Linked DNA regions of Gossypium hirsutum: region 2 is linked to region 1. The links are chromatin contacts, called in public Hi-C maps. All regions are on one chromosome and are shown on one strand. Each heading gives the region's core, a stretch centred on a gene start, on an enhancer-like site or on the middle of the called end of the contact. The rest is flanking DNA. Distances are from core to core; before and after follow the strand shown. Region 1 holds the start of LOC107896261 (F-box protein At5g03970). Region 2 holds the start of LOC107896374 (DNA-directed RNA polymerase III subunit RPC5).

Region 1 (6,665 bases), core at 1,820-4,319:
TTTTATTCTCACTGTAAACTACAACGTTAGCAAAATAAAATTAAAAAATATTTAAAATTTTTATTCTATAATAAACGTGGAGAAATGATCCTCCAGCTTCTTTTCAAACTTAATTTTATTAAAGTTTTTACAAAATTATAAATTTATAGAAATGTTAAGTAAATTTCAAAAAATTAAACTTTAAAAAAAATTATTTTTTATTTTTTAAAATTCATAATAAATCTAGATATATGATAATCCAAAGAATAAGTCTAAATATGTAGATTCATTTAAATTTTAATTTTATTAATATAAAAAATAAAATATTTAAAAAATATATACAAACAATCACAATATTCTAGAACCATTATATTTTAATAAATTTGTTTTATAGATTATGTGCAAAACGGTTCTAAGATATGTCATTGCCTGTATATAAACTTCATTGGAACAAAAATAATCATTGAAAAAGGAAAAAGGTTGCTAAATCCAACAACATTTTATAGTTTTGCTAAAAAAGTAATCATGAAATTACAAACCTTGGTGATTCTCGAGGAAGTGAATAATTAATCATATAATATGTTTTATCCTCATTAGTAAAGATCAAACTCTCAACTACATGATTAAAAAATGAGTTTACTATCACACCCAATAGTTATCACATTACAAACTTTACCTTTCTAAAACACGAAAAAAAATTCCCAATAGTTAACTATTTAACCGTGTATCATAGATCCTTACTACAAAAGGACCAAAAAAGATTTAATAACAAAATAAAATAAAAGACACAATAAAAACATATTTACAGATGTCGGATGGACTAACGAAATATTTTGCCTGATAATGAGAATAAAAGGGGGAGATTGTGTAGGGTGTTCTTGTCAAGGCCGGTCCATACAGACAGCAGCGCATGGTCTTAGAGCTCAACAAGGCTATTCACATACCCAACAATTCCTGCCTTGGTATCAATATCAAGTTCACCCAAATCTTTAGAGGCCCTCTTCTTCATTTCATAAGAATAAAACTTGTTCCCATTACTAAGCAACACTACATCCCCACCAATAAACACTACTCCTCCATGCCCATATCCATACCTACCCGAAGCATTATTATTAGATGATGCGGGTAATGAAATATCAACATGAATCTTGGGTTGCATTTCTTCCCACATCTTGGCATGGCTGTTCATTTGCATGGTATTCGAGTGAGTATTAGATAGCATATTCACGACCAAGTTTTGAGCATGTACGTATGCCGAACAAAGCTTCCCATTCCTCATTCCTAAGGTCCCAACTGCACTATCGAGGAGCTGAAACCGTTCTGAATTGAGATCGAATGCGGTAATTCCAAAGCCCATCGTCTGCCAATAAACAGTGCCATTCACATGAATACCTGACTTAGGCATGACCTTCCTCTCAGAAAAACAAATCTCACGAGAAATTATCCATGATCTTTTCTCAGAGGAATATATCTCAAACTCATATCCATCAAGTTCAGATGGAAAAGCACAAACTAACTTATAATCAGCAGTGAAGTTCAGCAATGATGGTTCAAATACGAGCACTACGGCAGGGTCAGACCCATGATCAGCATCTGGTTTTGGAAGTTTCTTCCACTGCTTGGTAACAGGATTGCAGATGTAGTAAGCCTTGTAACCAGTACGCCCCTGGCAACAAAGCAGCCCATTACAAGAGGACCTAATATCAACAGGTTCGGGCAGAAACTTTAGAGATGGGTCTGGAACACCATAAGCCACAGGGTCAAGAGACATGAATGACGGCAGACCTGCTTGTGATTGGTAAAAGAAACCCGAGACAGAATGGAAAGAATTTGATTGATTGTGCGCAAAGAAAGGTGTTGATATTAGATGCTTCCAATCCCGACAAACTCCAAAGCACCGGAAAAGTGATTTAGCAGGAAGGTAACGAAGTGCATTCTCCCTTACTATGTCTTTTAGATCCATGTAAATCTTGTTGTTTTTGTTACCATAGAAGTTAGTCAGCTTTTTTCCTCGATCCATTTAACTTGAACTTCCCCCACTTCTCACACTGCAGCCAGATATACAACATTACCAAAAAACCATTTAAAAGAACACAAATAATTACCCTAACAACATAGAATGGCGAAAGCCAGAAACAAAGTTACTATTACCAAAATTATACGTCCATAAATGCTTCAAAGACTATTCACGGTTCAAGAGTGACTTGAGATGGGTTCACTTACGAAATTTACCTTGAGAAATCAATATTTCTTTTTCAAAAATAACGTTAATCGTCCAAAATTTCAAAAATCTAAAAATAAAACTCAAACTTAATATCAGAATTCGCCAGACCTCCAAAGCACCCAATTTCACATCGATTCCTTTTATTTTCCTTTTCCAGTATTCAGAAGTACAGAATTTAATAATTCGAATCCGCAAATTAAAAAGGAAGGGGTTTCATTCTTTCTTTTTTTTTTCCTTTTTTCTAGTTTTCTTTTGACTTTCCCCTATTCATTTTCTCGGCAACCAAACACATTGTAAGCGCATAAAAACCTAATGAAAAGCTAAAATTAAGAATTAACTAAAAAATAGGTACCACTAGTAAAAAGAGGAAACCGAAAACAGCAAACTCAAGAGACATTTTCTCGGCAACCAAACACATTGTAAGCGCATAAAAACCTAATGAAAAGCTAAAATTAAGAATTAACTAAAAAATAGGTACCACTAGTAAAAAGAGGAAACCGAAAACAGCAAACTCAAGAGAGAGAAAAGAAACATTAATTAAAGAGCAGAAGCCTAATGAACATAATTAAGGACATAAGCAGAGCTAAGAGAGCGATTAAAGGACAAAAATAAAAGCGAAATTATTATTAAAAGTGAAGAAAGTGAGTGAGAAGCGATACCTGTAAGATCTTTTACTTGGCTTTGATGTTGTTGATCTGACAAAGAGCTTTTTCATCTAGACTTTGGAGAGAAGTTTTTGATTTTTCTTGGGCCCTTCCTTTTTCGGCTAATATATAAAATTAATAACCTAGACCAGTCTTCACGTCTATATGGAGTGTTTGGATATATGGATTTTGTAATATCACTCGGGCATTGCTTTCTTTCAATGGAAGACAGGAATTTAAAAAAATTTACTCTCTTTCAACTTTAATTTAACTCTTTGCCAGCGTTTCATCTTCTCTCATTTCAATCAAACGTCAAATATTACATTTCATTAAATATTTTTAAAAATATAATAATAATTTACGAATTTATTCTTATTATATAAAATATAATATTTATATATTTAATTTTTATAATAAATTTTATTGTTATCAAATATTTGAATTAAACATTTAATATTAAATTTTAATGGATCATTTTTACATTATTTTTTTCGAAGCCCCAATGTAACATAATTTATTTTAAGTATTGAATTTTTTTTAAATATAATACATAACCGTATTGAAATTTGATTGATCACTTGTCTTATCTATTCTACTTCTAATTCTAAATGGGTTGCCAATCATTTGTTCATTCTCAAAAATCATACAATAAGCCTTAATTTTTTTTTCCTTTTCCTCATAAAGATTCATAAATATTATAATAAAATTGAATTTTCAATTAGTATATCGAAAAAAGACAATAAAATAATAGAAAATAAATATAATATGAAAATGATATAATATATATATGATTAAATATGCATATAAAAAATTAGATTAAGGAAAAAAACTTACTTCTCAAGAATTCATAGTAGTAATAGAGAAAATCAAATAATAGGAAGGAGGAAGGAGGCAATAACTTCTTTTTCTTATTCTTCTTCTTCTTTTACATTTATGGATAGATTAATACCCTAAACTAATATAAAATAGGTTAATTTAGTCTTGTTATTTTTTTAAATTTCTAATCTACATGGGAAAAAAACATTCCCACCTTTTATCATGGGAATTACATTACTATGTTCACGGGAAAATAACTTCCAAAAAAAAGTTAAATTTCAAGGAAAGTAAATAAAAATTGATATATCAAATGTTGAAATCGTTTTCCGATTGATTAAATTTCCAAGAAAGTGACCACTTTCCATCATACCAATGTTACCTTAATATTTATTCATTTTGTTATTTTGACACTCTCAATCTTCGAAATTTAGTTAATTTGCTTTTTTATGAAAAAATTGACTAAATTATTAAAATTTTAAAGATACTAATGTGGCAGCTCGTGTGACAATTTACATGTACTTAATCATTAACGTGAATAGATTTTTTTTAACCATTTATGAACTTTTTTTATTTTTAAATATATTTTTTATTTTTTGAACTATTATGAAATAAAAATGAACTGTCGTATGACTTATCACGTCAATGGCTTTAAATTTTTAATTGTCAAGTCAACTTTTCCTCTAAAAAAACTTCACTAAATTTTACAAGTTGATTAGGGCTAAATAGTGGTACCACACTCAATGATGTTTTCCCATTTTTTATTGAAGTTAAGGCAGTAAAAATGCTCACGCTGGTAAAGTTGAAGCCAATATAAAACGATTCTAAAAAATAAAATACAAGTCTAGACTTTTGAGTGAATAGAGGCGTGGTAAAAGGGGTAGGTAGAAGTCTTGGCTTTCCAAAAATGAAAAATTGATATTTCAGTTCTCTTATAAATAATAAAATTATAAATTAATATATGTTGAAATTGCATTTTACTATTTCAAAAATCATAAACTAAAGTCTTAAAACACTAAATCCTAAACTCTAATCTTAACCCTCAAACCCAAAACATTTAAATGATTACAAATTAAAGTGATAGAAAAAGGGAACAAATTTAAGGATTGGAAATGAACTTTGGGTGTGGGGGAATAAGGTGCCAATAGTCATATTTATAAGATTTTTAGCCTATAAGTTGAAATCAATCGGTGTCAACAAGGCTTACTGAGTCACCAACTATAAGTGGCAACCTATACAAAATCTAAACTTAACAACTACATTTGTCGAGTTCAGTTTGTTGCATGTCATATATTAGTTTGTTGCAGGATTAAATTAAATTTTTATCATTTTTTGGATCAAATTTGACCATTTACTTGTTTATAATATAAAGGGGCGAATGTAATATTTTTTCCATTTTAAGGAGGACTTGAACCTTGCCAACCCCCTTAGTACCGCGCCCGATTTTTTAGTTCTATACTATGAGGCCACCTCTTATGGTAGGCGGCTTATTAAGTAATTGCCCTATAAATATAACCCACATCTGATTTGTTATGAAATTATCTAATTGGTTAGGATTTAAGGTTAAGATATTAGGGATTCAATTGATTCAAAAAAGATAGAATGGTGTCCAAAATTACTTTTTTCTAGTGTGTTGTTCCTTGACAATACTCACTCACTTTATTTAAGTGATATGTAAATGAGAAAATGCTTCCTGATGAGTCATCAACATATGACTATTTTGGAGTATATCTTACTTACATTTACTTAGTTTCTTGAGTATTTTTATATGTTTTAAATTCATTTTAGTGATTTGACTTTTTTTTTGTATTGTAAATGTTGTGTATTTTTAGTGTTTTTCATGCATTTAGTTTCAATAAAATATTCCATGTGGAATTTGCAAGTAAAACAGGTTTGGGAAGAATATGTCAATACATAGAACCATAAGATTAAATGCAGTAAGCCTAAAGTTGATCTAAGATGATGAGTGAAAGTTCAAAGCTCAAAGATTAAAAATTTGTAATAGGAACACATTCAGAACTTTTAGTCAGAAGACCTTTTAGTGTTTCTATCATGTCTCGAGCTTCAGGATTCCATTTTGGGTTTACCTTATATCATCAGAAAGGGGATTTGAAGTTCAAATATTGGCACACCAGCACCAAAATGCATCAGGAATAGATCCAAAAGTAAAGATAAATTTGCAAGTTTCACATTGATGGACAATTTTTACGCATTTTCATGGTTGGTTCATATCTTTTAACACAATTGGAGTTTGGAGTTGAAATTTTTACAGTATATAGACAAGATGCAGACCATCAATCAACTCTCTTGGATTTTTCCCATTGAGAGATGTTAACTTGGAAAAAAGGATTCATCTTTTAACATGTGAAAAATGACTCAAAAGATAAAAAAGAAGTAGGCCTAGAAATTTATTATTATCAAGTCCTTTGTATTGTCATTTTCCTCTTCACAAATCTCTATAAATAGCCTTTAATTTCAGCATAGGAGGCATATTGAAGTTGAGTTCAAGATCATTTTCTTATTAAGTTTTTGTTTGTTTCATTATTCATGTAAAATTTCAAGTTTCTTATTTCTAAAATGTCTTTTTCATTTAAGTTTGAGTTGTTCACTTTTGCTATATTATTTTAAGTTTTCAATGCTGAGGTGAAAGGACGAAACTCTTGGGAAATATTAAGGTAAATCCCATACTCATCACTTGAGCTAAAATTAATTATCAATCACTTGTTATAATTATACTTGTAAAGTAAAATATTTTATTTGTTATAGACAATATATAGCACAATGAATGCTTGGATAAATTAACCTTAATTTTTTGTAGACATAAAAATTGACATAATAAATATTTGAAATCTTTTTATAGGTCTTGAAGTTATCAAGTGGTTATAATAGCATATGGTTGGACTGAACTTAAATAGTTGAACTGTCATATTGCACCATCCTTTGCTTATGGATTCATTTGTTAAACTCTTGGACTTATTGTACAATCATTTTGGACACTCCATTGA
Region 2 (5,943 bases), core at 3,318-5,817, 130 kb after region 1:
AAAACGAAATTAGAGACACAACTCGTAAGATTCGGAGACAAGTCTAGAGATGTTAACTCATATACCACTTATTCTTGTATGATTATCTCTATGGTGTTCTAAATACTTCTCAAGTTGCAGATAATACATTCTTCTCGATGTCAAATCTGTATTTGGTATAACAATGTAATAGAGTAGAGCAATTTATGTTTACATATACCTTCTTACATTTATGCATGCCTCATGCAAACAAATAATCATGTCTCAACCTAAAGGCAATATAGTGAAGTGATATGATCATCTAAGATTCTGTTCAAGGAAGCATATCAAATTGTTATTGGAAAACAAGATATTATCTAATTACAGAAGATACCTTGTTATATTCATTATTCGTAATGTCTCTCTTAAGACTAACTTGAGCAGCAGCTGTGACCTCAGCCTTCTTGAGCTTGTCTTTCACACGAAGAAGATTAATCACAACTTCCCTGCATAGAAAACAACATTCTGATGAAAAAAAGGAAAATTTGTGAAAGGAACATAGAGACCATAATCATTTATTTAAGCTTAAATGTTTAATTGAACAGATTTATGCAACCTCAATGGATCACATTCTGGATTCTCTTGGGATGACTTCATAACAAAAAGACCACCATGAACTTCTACAGCAACTTGACTAACGACATCCTGGAGCTCATGCTCAGGTGCATCAGCACCATATGCTGCCTTAACTACCAGTCTAGCATCTGCCTTGGGAAGGGTAGACTGGGAAAGAGCCAAATCTCGTAGACCTTTGCGAATCAGTTGCAAGCTAATAACAAACAAGCGGTACAACAAAATTATAAAGCAGCTTTCATCAGCTTAAATAAATCAAGGTTTTATATATTCAACATAGGATGGGATGAATGAAACTAACAGTTATATTGAAATGTCTATGGTTAAAGCCTCTAACAATCTACCTGCAAACTTTGTAAGTTTGAAACACTTTTTTCAGGGCCTTTGGTATAGCTTCTCGAGTTTCATCAGACATTGTCCTCCCAGCATGTGCTCCAGGTGCAACCTTTCTTGCAACTTTATCAGAGTTCCCTGCTTTTTCTGACTTTATGACTGTGCCAGGCTTTGTTCTACTAGGGCCACCCTTTGCACCTCGCCAAATATGATTAGTTACATTGTCTTCTCCAGCTTTCCAAATCTGTTCTTGTTTCTTAACAATTTCTGGATATTCTTTTTTGAAATTTTCATCAGTATTCTCTTTAAACTTCCAACCTTTCAAGGGAGGACTCTCAATTGCTAAGATTTTCAGAAAGCCTTTCACTTCTTCTTTGCGACTTGTGGAAAGGTTGTTTACTTTGTCATAGCTTATGAATGGGTTCTTGCTGAATAAGAGAAGCACATAGTCTCTGGCTAAAGATTTAGACGGATCCCCTGGAAATAATAATGAACTCTTGGGAACCCAGAGTCCCTGCACTAATAAAGCATGTTTCTGAAGGACTTCAAAAACTTCTTCAATTGGGTCATTAGGAGCATAGTGCCTTTTGAGAGTGTTGAAGTGGTGAAACGGACGTCCCTGTTGACAGAAGAAAATGAGTTGGAAAGATTAAATGGAATAAAACATTATAATATGACTAGTAATCCCTACCAAGGCTGGCTAAAAAAATTAAAATTTAACTGTCAAGCTAAACAAAGTAAAATTTAACTGTCAAAGCCTTAAACTTTCTTTTCCAAAACTCAATTTAAAAAGGGGGGGGGATGCAAGATCCTAAAGATTCCTTAATTCAAATAAGATGCTATATATATTATAAGACCATGATCCTAAACTCAGGCAAGATAAAGATGCATGTAAGCTAAAAGCCTAGGTTCTTTGGGAATGGATATGGAAAAAGTTTATGATAGATCCAGCTTGCAGAGTGAAATTTTGTTTTTTAAAGTACTATATATGGGACAGCAGCCAAATCAGGCAGATGCCCAAACACAGAAAAAAAGACAAATGCGGAAGCTTTAGTTGAACATACCTCGGTCAGTAATTTCTTCAAACGGCCTTCAAGTGGAATTGAACATAACAACCTGAAAGAAACAATTTCATGGTCCTTAAATCATTAAACATAAAGATAGGATGATGATGCATTTTCCACCACCTAATAAGGCCATGAACATACCAAACACATGAACAAGTAGCATATATAGAGAACACAGATGCAAAATTGCATCTTCCAAGTCTGCATAATTATGGAAGCTAGAAACATAAACTAGTTGGTAACCATACCTTCTGGATAAACGTTGTGATTTACTGTTGTTGCTTGGTAGAGGACACAAGGAATCAACATAATCATACCTAGAGATATGAGAAACAATTCAAAGCAATAGACAGACAGCTTATTAATGCTTCAATACAGTAACTTCGAACTTCTCTCAAATTCTTAGCATAAGGGGCCAACAAACAAACAGGTAATAAGTAAAAAACATACGGGTTCAAAGTAAACTCAATTGGAGAGCTTTGTTCTGCCATCATTTTCTGCAGATACTGAGCAGAAAAATCACTCTTGGAGCTATGATACTTGAGCGGAACCCAACACTGGAAAGAGAAGAAAATGAAACAAAAAAGAAGGAAAAAGAAAAGAGCAGATCTAATTAATTCATGATTTTCAGAACACAGAAATGAAGTTCACCAGTAACACAAGAGACTACAAGTTGGTGAAAATTTAGCAAGCAGTAACAGTATCCTACAATTACAAGCCATGCCATTTTAGTTGCTCGTGTATCAAAGTAAATTTAATATACAATTGAAAATACTTTCATGCTGAACAAAAAGAAAGTTTAAAATAGCAAGTGACACCTCTTTATCTTCTGCCTTTTGCTCAGTTGAGGACTGCACTTTCTGGTTCTGCATCAAAGTAAAACTTGAAAATCATGTATAGAATTAATATGCAAAAGGCAACTACAAAGGTTAAACTAAAAAAGAGATTTTCCAGTAGAAATTGCTCAAGGATCCAAAAGCAAGGTTCGTTTTGGACACATATTCTGAACCTTAAATTCAAAAATTTCATAACAGTATATCCCAATAATCAGTAATTACCTGCTTGGCTGATGGACCAGCTGCTTTCCCATCGTTAGGTTCTACTTTAACAGTAACTTCTGCTTCAGCAGCCACTGTGTCCTTTCTTTTTGAGACACCAGACTTGAGATGTGCCAATGATGGTCGGAGCTGAACAACTGCATGAATAGGATTTAAGTGCAACTGCACCATAAAAATGACCTTAGAACAACAACATCCATCAAGGGAAAAAAATATTATATAGCTAATCTCAAACAAGCTCATAGACAATAGATGCACACACCTTATCGCCCATTAAAACTCCAACAGCATAGCCAGATGGACGTGGTGGCAGCCATGAAGAAGATAAGGTCTAAAAAGAAATGAGGATACATAATTAGGTTATGCAGCTAAATTTATTTGGAAAAGACATTATGTAAAAAAGAAAATGCGACAATGCAACTTATCAACAAATGCAGTAGCAGTATGTAAAAAATTTATCAATGCAAAGCACTCGGAACATGTTTCCGGGGAAAAATACAATACCTATAAATATATAGATTGAAATTTGATTAAATTGTAATATCAGAGCCAAACCTGCTTCGTCATCTTCAATTTGTTTGCAGATTCACTGTCATAATTATTCGAATCAATATCAACAGACATGCCAATTTCCACTTCCCCACTATCAGGTTTCACCCGTACCTACAAAATAACTAAAGAATAAGATTGATTCATACAAAGAAAAAGAAAAAGAAATTGAAGGGAAAAACAGACGAACCTCCTTGCATCGTTCATCCAATTCGTATGGTCGCCAGCAAGGCCTTAGAGGATATTGCAAAACATATAACTGCAATTTTATTCCAAAAGGGGGAAAAACAATAAGCAAAACTGAAAATTAAACAATAAAGGAAATAGAAAAATGCAATCACCTGAGCGTCGGCATCAATTGAAGGAGTGAAGAAGACGTCGATTTCGCGAACAACCATATCTTCTTCTTCTCCTTGATCTTCTTCTCTGTTGGCTTCAGTCAAGATCTCATCTTCTTTAGTGTCCTCATCAATCTCCATCTTCACCGCGCCACTTGATATCGATTGTTCGGCTTTCGGTTCAGCAACCATCGGCGGCTTGACATCTTCTTCATCGTTTTCTTTCTTTTTGGAAACTGCTTCCACAGGTGGTGGTTGGAGCTTGGGCGCGGAGTCTTGAGGCTCTTGTTTGGATGAGGGTTCAGGTTTTGGCTTAGAGATGGGTTTGAGTTTGGGTGCGAATTTGGAAGATTTGGGTGCGAATTTGGAAGATTTGGGCGCGAATTTGGTGGTTCGAGTATTGGCCTGACTTGAACTGTCGAGCTCTCCCAAATCATCCAGGTCCATTTTCGACGTTTTGTTATCAGTGTTAATCCAGTCACCGGCTAGGGTTTCCACCGATTAGGGCTTGAAGTTTTGCAGCTTTTGAGTGTGGAGAAAGATTCTTATAAAAGGCTTCAGTGAATATTCCACAAAAGATATGACCAAGATTTTAAATTTAAGAACGGTTTAAGTAGGAATTAAAGTAGCGGTTCTTACTTAAGGTTATTGGAATATCATTATTTGCACCTCTAAATTAACTCACCGAGTCAAGCTCCATAAACTTAAACTGAATGATAAACTTAACAATAATTCAATAAAAAATAATTGGTGCAAGGTACATAAACTTGGACTAATTCATAAATTTAGTTGAATTAGATAATGACTAAATATAAATCATATTGTTTTAAAAGTTTTTTCTTAACCTTTTTACATCTTTTTCATATAAAAATATAAAAAAATTATACACCATAAAAATTGAACTTTTTTTCAATATTTTTTTTAACTATTTCATTCAAAATTTCATTTATTTTTTTATATTCATTTTTAATAAATATAGTTGCTATATAATTTTATTGTCAAATTTAATAAGTTTTTATATAAAATTTGATTGAGTTAATATTGCGAATTAACTAAAAATCAACTTAATTGAAAAAAATTTAAATAGAAAAATATATATAAAAAGATTATTTACCTTTTCCAATATTTTTCTTTTCAAAATGCTAGTTTAATCATTAGTGTTTATTATTATTATTATTATTATTATTATTATTATTATTATTATTATTATACATATATGTGATATAAAAATTATTCGAACTCAAATTATACGAGAAAGGTGAAGACTAGATTAATAGGTCATAATTTGGGCTCTATATATTTTTTTCTTTTATGAACATCACGTAATCTAAACATTATATTTTGTTACACTTATAATGTGAGTAAAAGAAAAACGTAATATTAAATTATGTTTATAAAAAAAATTGAGTTATAGATAAAATGATAAAGCGTGTATAAATAAACCTTTTGTACACTTTCGATTTTTTTAGAAGACCTTAAGTTCAATTTTTAAATGTTTTATTTAAATATTTTATATTAAAATAGCAAAAGACAAAATAGTCTTTATATTAATATTCATTACTTTATTAAAAATGATTTTTAAATAATTTCTGATTGAATTGATGTATTCTTTTCTTCTATATCTATATGAATCAATATTATTAAATTCCAATCCATTATTGATACCTCAAGGAAAATCTTGAATTGAAACTTAAATTGACGAGCTAATGTAAGCTTATCCATGTAGTTATGCACCCTTCGAATAGGAATCAAATTTCTGAAAGATCTTGACTTTCTTGTTTTGGTGAGTCTTTGAGGTCCTTTTGACGATCTATGTTGTGTTGAAAGGATATCTATATGATCCAATCGATTGTGTAAAACCTGTGCTAACAACGAAATCAGAAAAAGTATATGAAAAAGATAGTTGACTCGTGATATTAACTCAATCATAAATATTTTATATAACATAGATATATAATATTTTTAGTTTAGTTTAGCTTTTACAAATCATCAATTTCACTAATCAAA

Evidence for each region. A called contact is a pair of places that touch in the nucleus more often than the background predicts.
Region 2: a Hi-C map of leaf shows a contact between it and region 1, with 2.0 times the contacts expected there. The contact joins the promoter of LOC107896374 here to the promoter of LOC107896261 in region 1. A contact is called at or near these places in 3 of 34 Hi-C or Micro-C datasets (hypocotyl and leaf).

Annotation. Positions count from the first base shown.
Region 1 is chrA11:27,417,727-27,424,391 of Gossypium_hirsutum_v2.1, forward strand. LOC107896261 (F-box protein At5g03970) reads right to left here and starts at 3,070. Exons shown (of 2, transcript XM_016821380.2): 1 at 2,863-3,070; 2 at 539-2,027. The coding sequence starts at 1,999. The coding sequence ends at 896.
Region 2 is chrA11:27,551,040-27,556,982 of Gossypium_hirsutum_v2.1, forward strand. It overlaps LOC107896374 (DNA-directed RNA polymerase III subunit RPC5), which reads right to left and starts at 4,568. Exons shown (of 14, transcript XR_001683727.2): 1 at 3,940-4,568; 2 at 3,789-3,857; 3 at 3,605-3,712; 4 at 3,312-3,380; 5 at 3,050-3,211; 6 at 2,810-2,857; 7 at 2,442-2,548; 8 at 2,240-2,308; 9 at 1,989-2,040; 10 at 936-1,543; 11 at 575-787; 12 at 353-464.